Linked DNA regions of Hordeum vulgare: region 1 is linked to region 2. The links are chromatin contacts, called in public Hi-C maps. All regions are on one chromosome and are shown on one strand. The core of a region is the stretch at or near the end of the contact, and the rest is flanking DNA. Distances in the headings are between cores, read along the strand shown. Region 1 holds the start of LOC123439514. Region 2 holds the start of LOC123439444 (hexose carrier protein HEX6-like).

Region 1 (6,798 bases), core at 102-2,601, 220 kb after region 2:
TTCATGGTTACATATGGCATATTATGCAATAATCATATTATGACTGAGAAGTGAAAAACATACAGGAGGAAATCAAGATGAGACATGTCACAGTGCTTGTAGACAAACACTACAGCTTCTTGCTGACGCTCAATAAGGCGAATCCCATCGATGATCGAAGCATGATTCAGAGCATCCGAAAAAATAGCAATTCTCTCGTCCTTTGCGGGTTTCCTGCCAACCGCCAAAAGAGAGCTGATACTTCCCAGAGCAGTCATCACAGCCATATTGGCAGAAAATCCGGTGGGGCAGAGAAGGCAATCCTGTAAAAAAAAACTCTAACGTGAGGATGCAAAACTTGTGAAGCAATGGCTACTTGAACTCAAAACTCTATGCCACTAGACCTCTTTTTTCTTCAACTCTGCCAATGATTCCTCCACCAACTTGTGATAAGTAGTATACCCACAAATCAACGCGGAGCCTCTAGGGCCCATGCCGTACTCTTGAGCTGCCTAGCAAACGCACCCAATCGTTAGCTCAAGCAGAGACTCTTCGATTCAGAGTACTCTACAGACCTAACAATCGCAACGGGCACAGAACTTGCACACCTTCGCTGCGGCCTCACGGACTGCCGGATGCGAGCTGAGTCCCATGTAGTCATTCCCGGAGAAAAGAATGAGCTTCTCACCCAGCTCCTCTTCCTGGCCACTGGCCTCGCCACCTAAACCAAACATGCCCGTGAACAATCCATGTAGTGAACCAACTACTAGTAAATCTTCGAAGTTAACTATGATCGCAAAACAATGAGCACGAACAAACTCTGCAGCTTGTTCTGACAGCTAACAGCCTAACAGGGACACAGTCACACAGCAAGGCAGTAAACCATATCCTAACCTGACAGCTAACAGCCTAACAGGGACAGTCACACAGCAAGGAAGGCAGCAAGCAACACGCAAAAGGAATTAAGCGGAATTGTCTGGGGTATTATTACGAGCAAGCGTGGGATATTGACGCTGCTGCGGACCTTCAGCGAGCCACTGGTGGAGGGTGGCGCGGTCGAGGCGGATCTCGACGGCGGCGCGGTCCCACGGCCCGGGGCCTGGGAAGGTCTCCGGCGGCGCGAGCGGCGGCGCCAGGGAGATGGGGCGCGTGGCACGCAGGAGGCTCTTGGACGCCAGCTCGCCGAGCGCGGCGTCCACGAGCGCGTCCCATTGCGCCATTCCGTCCAACAGGCGGCCGCCACTTCCTCCTCGCTGGTGGTGGGGCGGAGAGGACGAGGCGCGGACACGGAGAAAGGTCACGTGACAGAGCGGTTGGCCCACGCTTCAGCGACCAGCGGCACGTCAGCCTGCTCAATGAGGGTCGGCCCAAGTTACGAGGAGGCGGCCCGAGACTTTATTGGGCCGCAGGGCGACAGCCGAGCCGATTGTGTTGTACTCGGCTGCGTGATGACGCTCATCGGGGTCTCAGTTTCCCTGAAAAAACAGTCGTCGTTCTTTCTCGGGCAAGCCGCCTCGAGCTCTCCCTCGAAAAAAAGAGACCGCCTCCACCACCACCAGCTCTCCACTCCGGCGACTCGAGCGTTCCTCTCGCAGAAGGACGGCGGTTCTGATCGGCGGTTGCTAGCGTCACGTGTAGGTGCGCCTCCCTCTCGCCCTCCCGACTCCTCCTCTCCCGATCTCAGACACGAAGTTCCTCGTCTGCACGCTTGTTTATGCATGGTTTCTGCTATGTCCTGTCACAGTTATGCCGGATCCGTCTATTATACTCGCGCGTGGTGTTCCAGCCTAGCTTTCCGATGTTTTTCGTGCCTGATTTTTTGATGAACTGGTGATGGCATACTGCTGCTCTCGCTTTGTAGGGTTTCAGTTCAGCCCCTTTATTTTGAGCACGATCGAGGCGAAATAGTTCGTGCCATTGCCTGGTTTTACATGGTTCTTTGATACTTTGTGTGGACCTGGAATAGGACATGTTTGTGGCATGCTTGTTTACTTCAGATGGGAGAACTGTGACTGTCCTTACCGGCTAATTTTATTTTGGCAAACACATTGATGGATTCCTGTCTTTTCTAGTGCGATGATTGCTTTTCTTTGAGCCACGAGCTTGGGATTTGAGAATGATTCTTAGCTCTTGTCAGCTGCCAGTTTGTCACTGGGTATGCAGTAATCTGTCTTTGGATTGTCTACTTCTTGTTGCTTAGTTCAGAACTGTTGTTATTTTTCTGAAAATCTGTAAGTTTTCACGGGGGAATTCGAACAGCATATTTCATAAAGGTTGAAGGATGTGGAAATTATGAATACTTGTGTTTACGAATTTGCACGTGACTGTGTGCTTTTGATATTTTAATTGGCAGTTTATATACATTGAAAATTCAAAAAAAAAATTTATATACATTACGTGTTCTTGTTCAGGCTCTCTGTTATGCGGCCAGCCAATATAAGAGCTGGTTCGCAGGAAAAAGATGTTTGGTGTCACGTCATGATTTTTTTGCCCCAGTTGTTACTGTTCTTGTCGTGCTGCTGTACTGTGTGGATATATAGTTTGCGTGCCATCTACTTATATACAGTCATGAAAACGTTGACTTTATTCTGCTTTTACATAGGGCTTGCTCGTAATTTTAGGCAGAGCTTTTCTCAATTTTAGATTTAGATGCCAAAAATTGTTTGAATGCCCCCTGTCGGTGAGTTTTCTTAATGTTTCTGTTACAGAATGGCTTCATCTCGCTTATTGGTAAAACTGAAGAGGTGGATATGGTTTATGCTAAAGCCAAAGGTGTTGCCAGGATGCTGGTTAGTGTCCTAGATATTGAACTAGTTCCAGATGAGGTTGTTTGGACCTTTGAAGGGATGAGATACACCCTCTAATTGGAGATTGAGAGTCCTACACTTTTTGATGTCCCTGACTCTGATAAAGATACTCATATGACTGATGGTGATGATGCCAGTGGTTCCAAAGATAATGCAGAGGGGTCAAAAGACTCAGGTTCCAATGATTTCCCTAAACACACTGCTACTCCACAGCAAAACCAGCCTCATCCTGGTAATGATACTGGTCCAAACAACACTATTGTGCACAGGGATTTGCGGTTTGGTGCTTTTGATCCCGCCTCCGCGCCGGCAAAATTTGGTTCTTGGGCGGAGTCGCCTAGACTGCCGAGATTTGCGGGGAAGACTTCCAACAATTTCAAGGGAAGCGTGCAGTCTAACTCTGCGCTGAAACCGCTGTCGTTGGAGGAGTATCTGGTCGGAGCTAAGGCTACGTCGACGACGCTTCCTATTGTGCTTGGTGCACCTGTTACGTCGGCTAGCGCTGGACTTATGGAGGTATGCACTGCTGATGGGCTCGGTCACCCAACCGGACAGCCGCAGGTTGCCGATTTGTCGCAGTGTTCGCAGCTGCTTGCGGACAAAGCAGCAGCCTTAATTGGACATGCAGCTGCCCCTGCAGGGGTCGAGGAGTCGGCACATCAGGGTCTGCAATGCGGTGTTGTACCAGCGTTTGAACTGCCAGCTTCGGTTGCAAGTTTGGGAGGAGCATCAGTACATGAACCGACTCATGTTGAGGATGCGGCGCTGGCCTGCGGCGGTGCGGTGGCTACCGCACGAGCTGTCGAGACAATTCCCAATTTGGCCATGCATGAGGTTTTTAATGCTGGGGAGGGCTGCGTTGCTGCTGTACCTCAGCATGCTCCAGCGGCGGCCCAGGTTGTTCCTGTCGACGCGCTGGCCAGGAGTGGCAGGTGCAGCCCTTGTTGCTGCTCAGCCCGACGACGTGGTGGATGTCTTTACGGAGGGTACGCCCATGGCGGGAACCGAAGTACCTACTGCCGTTGCACCAGAGTCTGGACCGATCTCGGTTGATGATGTCATAGCATTCGGAGGTGTTCCCAAACCGATGGGTCTGGAAAGACGATCTAGTCAACGGGTTCAGTCTCAAGCAGATGTGGATGACTTGCAGATTGGACGGGCGATGCATATGGCCAAAATGAAGGAGTTTCAAAATTCAATAGGTATGACTTTTAATACTGAACACTCTATTCTTCATTTTACTCCGCAAGAGATTCTAGATAATGCGAAGGCAGTGGGGGTGACTTTGGGTGAGACTAGCCAACAAGTTTCAAAATCCATCAATGACTTATTAGACTTAGAAGTTGATAGGGCTTTGGATATTATTCGAAACTTAGCGGTGGTTCGACCTATGAATGATAAGGAGATATCAACTATGGGGGATTAAATTTATTATGTCAAAACTTAGTCCCTGAGGAGGAGTCTAACCAGTCGCATGTAGCGTTTGATGATTCCAATATTACTAATTCGCATCTTACTGATACGGCCAAAGATATTCATGGTTATATGGACCAGGAGTATGCTTCGGATAAGCCAAAGAGGCGAAGAGTTTATCCAGTTTCGGCTGTTCGTAGGAGTGCTAGATTCAGGACTGCTAAAATTTTTTATGATGAAATATGAAAGGACTTTTTTGGAATAGCAGAGGTCTGAGAGACTTGGCTAAAATTAGGTTCCTTGCAGAATCAACGTTACAGCATAGTCTTGACTTCATCGCGTTGATGGAGACGGGGCGGGACAACTTCACATCACATTTTCTCAACTCCCTTTCCGGAGGAGTGGATTTTGAATGGCACTGTCTTCCTCCAAGAGGAAGGTCTGGAGGGATCTTACTTGGGGTTAGATGCAATACACTTCAACTGCGAGAAGTTATATTAGGTGACTTCACGGTAAAATTTAGAATTAGGAACAAGGAAGATGGGTTTCAATGGGCTCTAGTAGCGGTTTATGGTGCCGCTCAAGCGGAGCATAAACCAGCTTTCTTGGCTGATCTGGTTAGAATTTGCGATGAAAATCTACCACTTGTGGTGGGTGGGGATTTCAATATCATCGGGAGAGCTGATGAGAAAAGCAATGATAATTTCGATGGTAGATGGCCTTTTATGTTTAATACGATTATAGAATCTACGGGAGATTGAACTCTCCGGTAGAAAATATACTTGGGCCAATTCTCTACATAACCAGACTTTTGAAAAATTGGATAGAGTATTAACGAGTGTTGACTGGGAGCAGAAGTTCCCTTTGATCACGGTTTGTGCTATGCAGAGGGCTATATCTGACCATACTCCACTATTGTTAGACTCTGGAAATGCCACTCACAAAGGAAAAAAAGATGCTTTCTCCTTTGAGGCTAGTTGGTTCACCCGTGAGGGTTTTTTAGATATTATTGCTAGAGAATGGAACAAACATACGGATGGGACATCTAGTGTCGACATCTGGCAACGCAAAATCCGACACCTTAGACAATTCCTGAGAGGTTGGGCTAAGAATGTGTTCGGACAGTATAAAGATGAGCAAGACCGACTGCTTCACTTTATAGATGCCCTGGATCGGAAGGCTGAGACCGACATGTTGGATGAGCATGAAAGGTTGTCAAAAAATGAGGCCGAACAGAGGGTGCGTGTTCTCCTCAGGGAGGAGGAAATGAAATGGGCTGTCAGAGCCAAGGTTAGGGCAATTGTCCAGGGGGACAACAACACAAAGTTTTTCCACTTGATTGCAAATGGCAAACATAGGAAAAAGAGAATCGTACAACTCGAGCAAGATGAGGGGACCATAGTAGGGCATGAGAACCTAAAACTTTATATCACAAATTATTATAAACGGTTGTTTGGTGCTCCAGGACATAGCTTTGTGTCTATGGACGAGCATCAGACTGCGGATATTCCTCAAGTTGGACAGGCCGACAATGAGAGTCTCTCCGTACCATTTCTAGAGAAAGAGGTGTTTCAGGCAATTCAGGGTATGAAAAATGGTAAAGCTCCTGGTCCAGACGGGTTTCCGGCTGAGTTTTATAAACGATGTTGGCATATTATTAAGGCGGATCTTGTGTCTATGTTCAATGATCTGTATTCTGGCCACCTTCAACTCTTTCATCTAAATTTCGGTACGATTACGCTATTACCGAAGAAAGAGGGCGCTTCCAGAATTGAACAATTCCGTCCCATATGTCTGCTCAATGTTAGCTTTAAAATTTTCACAAAGGTGGGAACGGATAGGCTAACTAAGATGGCACATTCGGTCGTGCAATCTTCGCAGACAGCTTTTATGCCTGGTAGGAATATCCTTGAAGGGGTTGTCGTACTGCATGAGGTCCTTCATGAGCTACACTCCAAGAAACTCAATGGAGTTTTATTTAAGGTAGATTTCGAAAAGGCATATGACAAAGTCAAATGGTCTTTCCTACAACAAACTCTACGTATGAAAGGGTTCGGTGAAATTTGGCGCAAACATGTAGATTGTTTTATAAAAAAAGGAAGTGTCGGTGTTAAAGTTAATGATGATGTCGGTCATTTCTTTCAGACACTTAAGGGACTTAGGCAAGGAGACCCTATGTCACCTATTTTATTTAACATTGTTGCTGATATGTTGGCGCTGATGATAAGGAGGGCAAATGACAAAGACTTGGTGGGAGGGCTTGTACCTCATCTAGTTGATGGGGGAGTCTCGATCCTACAGTATGCGGACGACACGATCCTTTTCATGGATCATGATCTCAAAAAGGCCAGAAACTTGAAACTCATATTATGCTTATTTGAACAGCTATCTGGGTTGAAGATAAATTTCCACAAAAGTGAGCTTTTCTGCTTTGGGGATGCACAAGCAGAACAGCTAACGTACTACCAACTTTTTGGATGTCAGGGCGGTACGTTACCGTTCTCATATTTAGGAATCCCAATTCATTACCGAAAGTTGACCATCAAGGAGTGGAGATGTATCGAAGATCGTTTTGAGAAAAAATTAAGCTGCTGAAAGG
Region 2 (6,980 bases), core at 1,173-3,672:
AAGAAGACCACGGCGACCACAATGCTCTGCCCTGCTGATCTGATCTCCAGTGGGCAGATCTCAGTCGGGACGAGGAACGTGAGTGGTCCCCATGACCATGCAAAGCCCGCCACAAACACGCACATGGTGATCAACACAAGGAAAGCATAGTCCTTATCCATCAAACCAGAGTCCTTGAACTTTGCAGCTAGGATGGCGCCGACAGCGAGCTGCGACAAGATCATCTGGATCCCTCCTACGAGGAAGAGCTTCCTGCGCCCAAACCTGTCGACCACCAACATCGCTACGATGTTAGCAAATGTCGCGCAGAGACGCGTGACCACCGACGACAGGAGGGAGGCGCTCTCCTTGAGACCGATTGTCCGGAACATCACCGGGGCATAGAAGTTCATCACATTGATCCCGGTGAGCTGGTTGAAGAAAGGGATCAGGAGCACCATGGCGAGCTGTGGCCTGTACTTCCTCTTGAATATGTCTCTGAATGGATATATGGCTGCCCTTGAGAGGTTGCTAGCAGAGAACAGGTCGTCTAGCTCATTCTGCACAGAGGTGGTTCCACGCAGCTTCTGGAGCAGGGCTCTCGCCTTGTCGGTGTCGCCGTCCCGCTGGATTATGAAGCTTGGCGTCTCAGGGAGGAAGATTGCACCGATGGTCAGGAATGCAGCAGGGACTGCGGCCATGGATAGGGATATCCTCCAGCCCCATCCTGCCGTGAGTTTCACCACACAGTAGTTGAGGATGTTTGCAATGAGAATGCCGATGCTGATGCTGAGCTCGAACCCATTGTTGATCGCACCGCGGTACTGGGGTGGCGCCATTTCTGACAGGTACAATGGGATCGACTGAAAAAATAAATTTAACAGTAACCACAGTAAGGTATTTAGTGTACTTCACAATGTCCTTTTTGGAGAAAGTAAAATATTATTCTGAAACATCATATGCACTTGCTACAAGATAACACGACCTATTGGGTAGTCAATGCAATGATTCTTTGGATTTGGGAGACAGACATGTAAATTGTCATTGCAAGCATGTAGCTATCTATTGTCATCAACTTGGAGGTTGGGACAAATTACATATACAGGATTCTTATGTCTGTACACAATCCTTGTGTCACTGCTTCTACAGCTCCACACAGCCGCACAAGATTTGTGGATTGATGCAGGGTCCGGGAGGATGATCTTTCTATTAGAAATCTACAAATGCCTGAAGAAATTTCACTGTGCTACAGTTTTTTTTAATCTCCTGAACTACATGTTACACACTGACTTAAAAGATCATTAGCTTGAATTGCAGCAGAGAGAGTTACCTGGTTAGTGAACCCCAGGCCTATTCCCAGCAGGATCCGGTTGAGGAGAAGCATGGGCACGTTCACGGCTGCTCCCCCGAACGCCGAGCCGGCGATAAAGACGGTTCCACCGATCAGCATGGACGCACGGCGGCCAAACCTCCTCGTGACAGACGACGCGAACAGCGTCGCGATGAGGCCGGCGATATAGAGGGAGGAGGTGAAGACGGTGAGGAGCTCGCTGTCGAACTGGCAGTAGTTGCTGACATTGCTGTCCTGCTTGCGGCGGTACACCTCCGGGAAGAACGTCTTCAGAAATGAGTCCATGGAGGTGACACCGCCTAGAAGATTTCAGAACCGCATGCATTCAGTTTCAGGGAATTTGGGGTGGGAATGGGAATGGAATGCATATGTCGAACTAAGTTCATTGCGTAATGTTCACCGAATCCATTGCCCAATAATGGAATGATGGAACGCATCATTTTTTTTCTTTTTCTATAATCCCTCAAAAAAGTCTAGACCTAGATCATCTTGATCTGAAGGAAAATGGAACAGAGGAAAGCACCCTGAACTCATCAGATTTTGTGTCCCAATAATGGAAGAGAAAATCTGCACCACCACGAGGCACGGAAGCCATGAATGCACCGCAAGTAAGCCATGAATGCCATTTTAACTCCTTCCAAGTCAAGCTTCCAACTTTCAGTTCTCATATTCCTTTCTGTTGAGCCCAAAAGAGTTAACAATCTACTCTAGAAAGGAGTGAGGAAGATAGGCGGACCGGAGATGCCGAGGTCGTAGCCGAAGAGGATGCCGCCGCTGCCGGCGACGATGCAGGTCAGCACCACGAACGGCGTCACCCGGCCGCTGTACTCTCCGGAGCCGGCGGCCGGCGCGTCCACGAACGCCCCTATCGCCATCACTCCCTGCCCACCTAGTCCAAGGGCAGAGTGTCGTGTCGCGGGAGAGAGGGAGGGAGGGAAAGAGGATATAGAAATTTATCGGCGGATGGATTGCTGACGTGCGCCCACCGGCGGAGAAACGGCCGCACGTCGCCGGCGAGATTGACTGACACCTTTGACTACCTCTGGGGTCCCACCCGTCGACGGCCCTGTGGATTCTGGGATTCTTTTTTTTTTTGAGGAGGTATTCTGATTTTGTTGCGGCTGGAAATGATACTATGAGCAGTGGGCCCAAGTAAATTGGGCTTAACTTGTCCAATTGAGCCCATGGACTCTGTAGTTCTAACCCATTAGAGTTACTCACTTCGTATCGGATGCAACCGTAAGATCCGATCTGCCGGTGGCCGCCGGCGAGATGGACCTGCCGGCGAGCCGCGGCCGGTGGCGCAGGCGGAGCGCGCGGTCGAACGTGCGGCTACTTGTGGCCGTCTTGTTCCTCCTCCTCCCGGCATCCCTCCTGCTCTCCTCCTCCTACTCCTCCCTGCTCCGCTCCCTACTCCCCTTCTCCGCCTCCGCGCCCGGCAGTGACGGCGGCACCCCGAGGTGTGGGCGCTCCGCGGAGCTGCAGGGAGAGAGGTTCCTCTGGTACGCACCGCACAGCGGGTTCAGCAACCAGGTGGGCGAGCTGCGGAACGCTGCGGTTGCGGCCGCGCTGCTCAACCGCACCCTCGTCGTGCCCCCCGTGCTCGACCACCACGCCGTCGCCCTCGGGAGCTGCCCAAAGTTCAGGGTCGCCGAACCCTCCGACCTCCGAGCCGCCGTCTGGGACCACGCCATGCAGCTCCTCCGGGAGCAGAGGTAAAGGCCACACCACACCTTCTCTGCGTTGCGTCTGCTCGGTTTACTGATTCTTTGGAATGATGGGCTTTAGTAATCAATCATGTTGCGAGGTATTAAAGCTTCATTAGAATGTTAACAATGCAAACACCAAAAATGTAAGAATGCTAGGCAATCTTCATGATTTGGAATCACACTGATCCTAATTGATGGAGACTCCAGTACGGTGAGATTGCTGCCAAGAGAAATCTGGATATAGAGATGTAATGTGGTTGTTACACACTTACACTGCGGAGTACTCACTCTACTAATTAGCACAATAATGATATAATTTTTCTAGCTTGCAGTGTTCACAATGGGCTTCCATGTTCATTATGGATTTGGAATAACATCATGAGAATCAAGTCTTCATTCTGAATTTTTACGTTTCAGGTATGTTTCGATGGGTGACATAGTTGATCTGTCCCCACTGAAGCCTTTGGTTAAGACAATTGATTTCAGGGTGTTTGTTTCATTATGGTGCGGTGTAGATATGCGGAAAACTTGCTTTGCTGGGTTGTGCTGTGCTGTTTCTGGCGGTGGATCATTGCCAAGTGACTATGATAGATGCCGGTCTTTGCTGTCTGGTTTAGAAGGCAGTGAAAGTAGTGGTTGTGTGTACCCTGTTCAGGATGATTGTAGAACCACAGTCTGGACATATCAGGAGAATAATGATAGAGCACTGGATTCGTTTCAACCTGATGAAGAGTTAAAAAGGAAGAAGAAGATATCATATGTTAGGAGGCGTAAAGATATATACAAGAGTTTAGGGCCTGGTAATAAAGCTGAGGATGCTACCTTGTTGGCCTTTGGGACACTTTTTTCAGCACCATACAAGGGATCAGAGTCTTATTTTGATATCCATGAATCACCAAAGGATCATAGATTACAGAATCTACTTGAGAAAATTGAGTTCCTTCCTTTTGTCCCAGAGATCATGGCTGCGGGGAAGGAGCTTGCTAAGAGCAAGATTAAGGAGCCTTTTCTTTGTGCACAACTAAGATTGTTAGATGGCCAGTTTAAGAATCACTGGAAATCTACCTTTTCTGCCCTTAAGGAGAAGCTGAAATCTCTTGAGGTGGAAATGAAGACAAACAAGAACAGTGGTCCTGTTCAAATTTTCCTCATGACTGATCTCCCCCCAGCAAACTGGACGAAAACCTATCTCGCAGATATTGCAAAAGATGTGAGATATCAACTGTACACCCTGAAGGAAAATGATGTTCTACAGACTGCCGAGAAGCTTATGGCTGCTGAACATGGCATAAGGTCTGGATTCCTTCCAAAGATCAGAGGAAACACGAACAAAGATTGTGATTCAGTTCAACTGCCGGAAATTTTATTATATATCGAAGAATCTGTTTGCAGCTGTGCATCACTTGGATTTGTGGGGACTGTTGGATCAACCATAGCAGGAAGCATAGAAACAATGAGGAAGAACAATGTCTGCAAATTGTAGGAGAACTACATCATTTGCGCAAGCTGCCAGAAAACTAACCGATGCTATTTAACGAGTTAATTTCAGTGGGGGCTGTTGCACTACAGAGAGCTGAATCATTGCAGACTTTAGACTGAGAAACGACTGTTGGAATCAAACAGATTTCACGGAGATGAATGAAAAATTCTAACTATTTGTGTATATCTAACTGCACTGTAATGCACAACTTACAGTGATAAATAAGCTGTGGTAGTCCCAGAAGCTTGGCTTAGCTAGAGATTGATCGTTTGCTAGTGAGTTATTTCTATCAATAGAAACTTCTACCTTTTGATTCTCCGTCTCACATTTTCATACACTAGTATATCTTGACTGTTGATCAAATCGCAACACTTGTTTTTTCTTTTCTTGAAAATGAGTTAATCTCGATCCTCTTTTTGCTAAGATCTTCATCTGTGTAGGCTTGGGTTCCTATCGATCACCATAAAGAATATTCTGGACATATACATATCTAAATGTGAATACTTGTATACGCGGTCAGGCATCGGATCGGCAGGATCGGGTGGCTGCTTAACTGTCTGATCAAACAAATTTCCCTTCGCTGACCCACTTTCCTTAGGGCTTGTTCGTTTAATCCCTTTCACAAGGGGATTGGAGAGGTTTGAAGGGAATTGGGAAGGAATTTGACTTACAGGGGATTTAATCCCTCACAATTCCCTTCAACCCCCTCAAACCCTATGCAACCGAACAAGGCCTTACACATTGCTAATTCCGCATGGTCGATCCCATCTCACTCTGCAATTGCTAATTTGCACTTTTTTAGATGTGCCCTTGCCATCCGTCTGAACCTTAATATACCATCTTCCTCTCCTCCATATCACCAATTACTCGCATATTGCCTCCTTTACCACACTAAGGATGCAAAAATCCCAAAGCATTACGACAACAACAATGGATACTCTGGTGCAACATTTAAGACGCGCATACGGCTATAATTTTAATAAGCTTTGTGAATAAATATTATACAACAACCAAGTGCAACATCAAATATACTTTAGCAAAGTAATTAAAAGAAACCTCCACGCAACATGCAACGATCTTTGAAAAATACAATGTTGCATTAAAATTGCATTAAAATTGAAGTGTTACAATATGTGTTGCCTTGTCTTGCACATCACAAGCTAACATATTCCAGGGACAAAATATTGCAATAAAGTTCTATAAACGTCTTGAAAAGTGGTCCCATTACCTTTCTTATTTTAAGATGTTAAACATGCTTGTTAGTGCATCAGTGTCCACATCTATAGAAGGCGAGGGGGCATAAGAGCTCGCCAGTGAAAGTATGAATCCTGATGTCGGAGCCCCTCCTTGTCGACGTTGATGAGGGGCTCCTTGTGCTAATCGCCCATGGAGGCTTGCCGGGGCTCATGAGGTCGTTGGTGTTCACATCCATGATTGCATCAAGAGAAAGCTGAGGAAGTAGTGAGGCCCTTACAAATATAGCTTATCAGATGACGGTGTGTTCCTCTTTGGAGTTTGAGGTCGTCCAAGGTGTATGGACTAGGGAGGACGCGGTGGAAGGGTAGAGAGAGAATGAGGGGGTAAGGGGAAAGGAAGGGAGGAAGAGAGCTTGTTTGTGTGGCTCGAAGTGGGGGACATAGAAAAACAGAGAGTATCCATGGAGAGAGAGAAATGTGTTTGTTTGGGGAAAAGAATAATAAAAATGAAGTACTAGGAAGCAAGCCATGGAGGAAGTGGACCATGATGAAACAATGGGGTGTTCAATATTTCCTTTAGTAGGATGCTTGAACAAAACTTTAATTATAGTAGCAAACAATAATTAAAGATGCATAATTTCTAGTTAAGCGGGTGACAATCTATGCACCTATTTGTACCACCTAGTTTTCACGAAGACAACCTACTCACTTGGCTTTGGATTTATTAAGCTCAAACCCGATTTAAATAAGATTGGGATAAAGAAAAAACTCGTTTATCTTGGGCTTAAACTCGTTACTGAAAGCATCGATACAATCGACTAGAGGGGGTGAATAGGAGACTACAAATTTTAATCTTGTTTGTCAATTTTAGGGATAAGCGGATAAATAGGGTTCACTAGATAGGCAACTAGGTGAACACAACCTATATGAGAAGGGAAAAGATTACATCCCACCGGCTGATCCGGTTGATCCATCCGCCGCCCACTCGTCCGTTAGATCTTGCCTCGATCACGAACCATTTCCCGAAACTGGCTCGTTGTTTCAGAAACTGGAGCGTTGTTTCAGGAACGGGGGCTGAAGCTGGAGCACTCCAGGTTCCTCGTCGTGGCTCCTCTGCTACCGGGGACGAGCCTGCCGGAGTCCGGCGAACCGCCGCCGCCGTCGGTCCTCGCCAGCTCGCCGGATCCCCACCTCGCCGACGAGATTCAGCCCCTCGTCGGATCCCCACCTCGCCGAATCGCCGGATCCCCACCTGGCGCGGCGAA

The links. A called contact is a pair of places that touch in the nucleus more often than the background predicts.
Region 1: a contact with region 2 is called in a Hi-C map of leaf, with 6 times the contacts expected there. The contact joins the promoter of LOC123439514 here to the promoter of LOC123439444 in region 2. A contact is called at or near these places in 4 of 6 Hi-C or Micro-C datasets (leaf and seedling).

Annotation. Positions count from the first base shown.
Region 1 is chr1H:387,266,058-387,272,855 of MorexV3_pseudomolecules_assembly, forward strand. LOC123439514 reads left to right here and starts at 1,352. Exons shown (of 3, transcript XM_045116226.1): 1 at 1,352-1,617; 2 at 2,688-3,988. The coding sequence starts at 2,901. The coding sequence ends at 3,839. It overlaps LOC123439484 (8-amino-7-oxononanoate synthase), which reads right to left and starts at 1,258. Exons shown (of 10, transcript XM_045116206.1): 1 at 1,004-1,258; 2 at 588-700; 3 at 384-491; 4 at 64-302. The coding sequence starts at 1,199.
Region 2 is chr1H:387,042,151-387,049,130 of MorexV3_pseudomolecules_assembly, forward strand. It overlaps LOC123439444 (hexose carrier protein HEX6-like), which reads right to left and starts at 2,423. Exons shown (of 3, transcript XM_045116157.1): 1 at 2,067-2,423; 2 at 1,310-1,629; 3 at 1-842. The coding sequence starts at 2,205. LOC123439454 (O-fucosyltransferase 30) reads left to right here and starts at 2,529. Exons shown (of 2, transcript XM_045116166.1): 1 at 2,529-3,045; 2 at 3,457-4,832. The coding sequence starts at 2,603. The coding sequence ends at 4,522.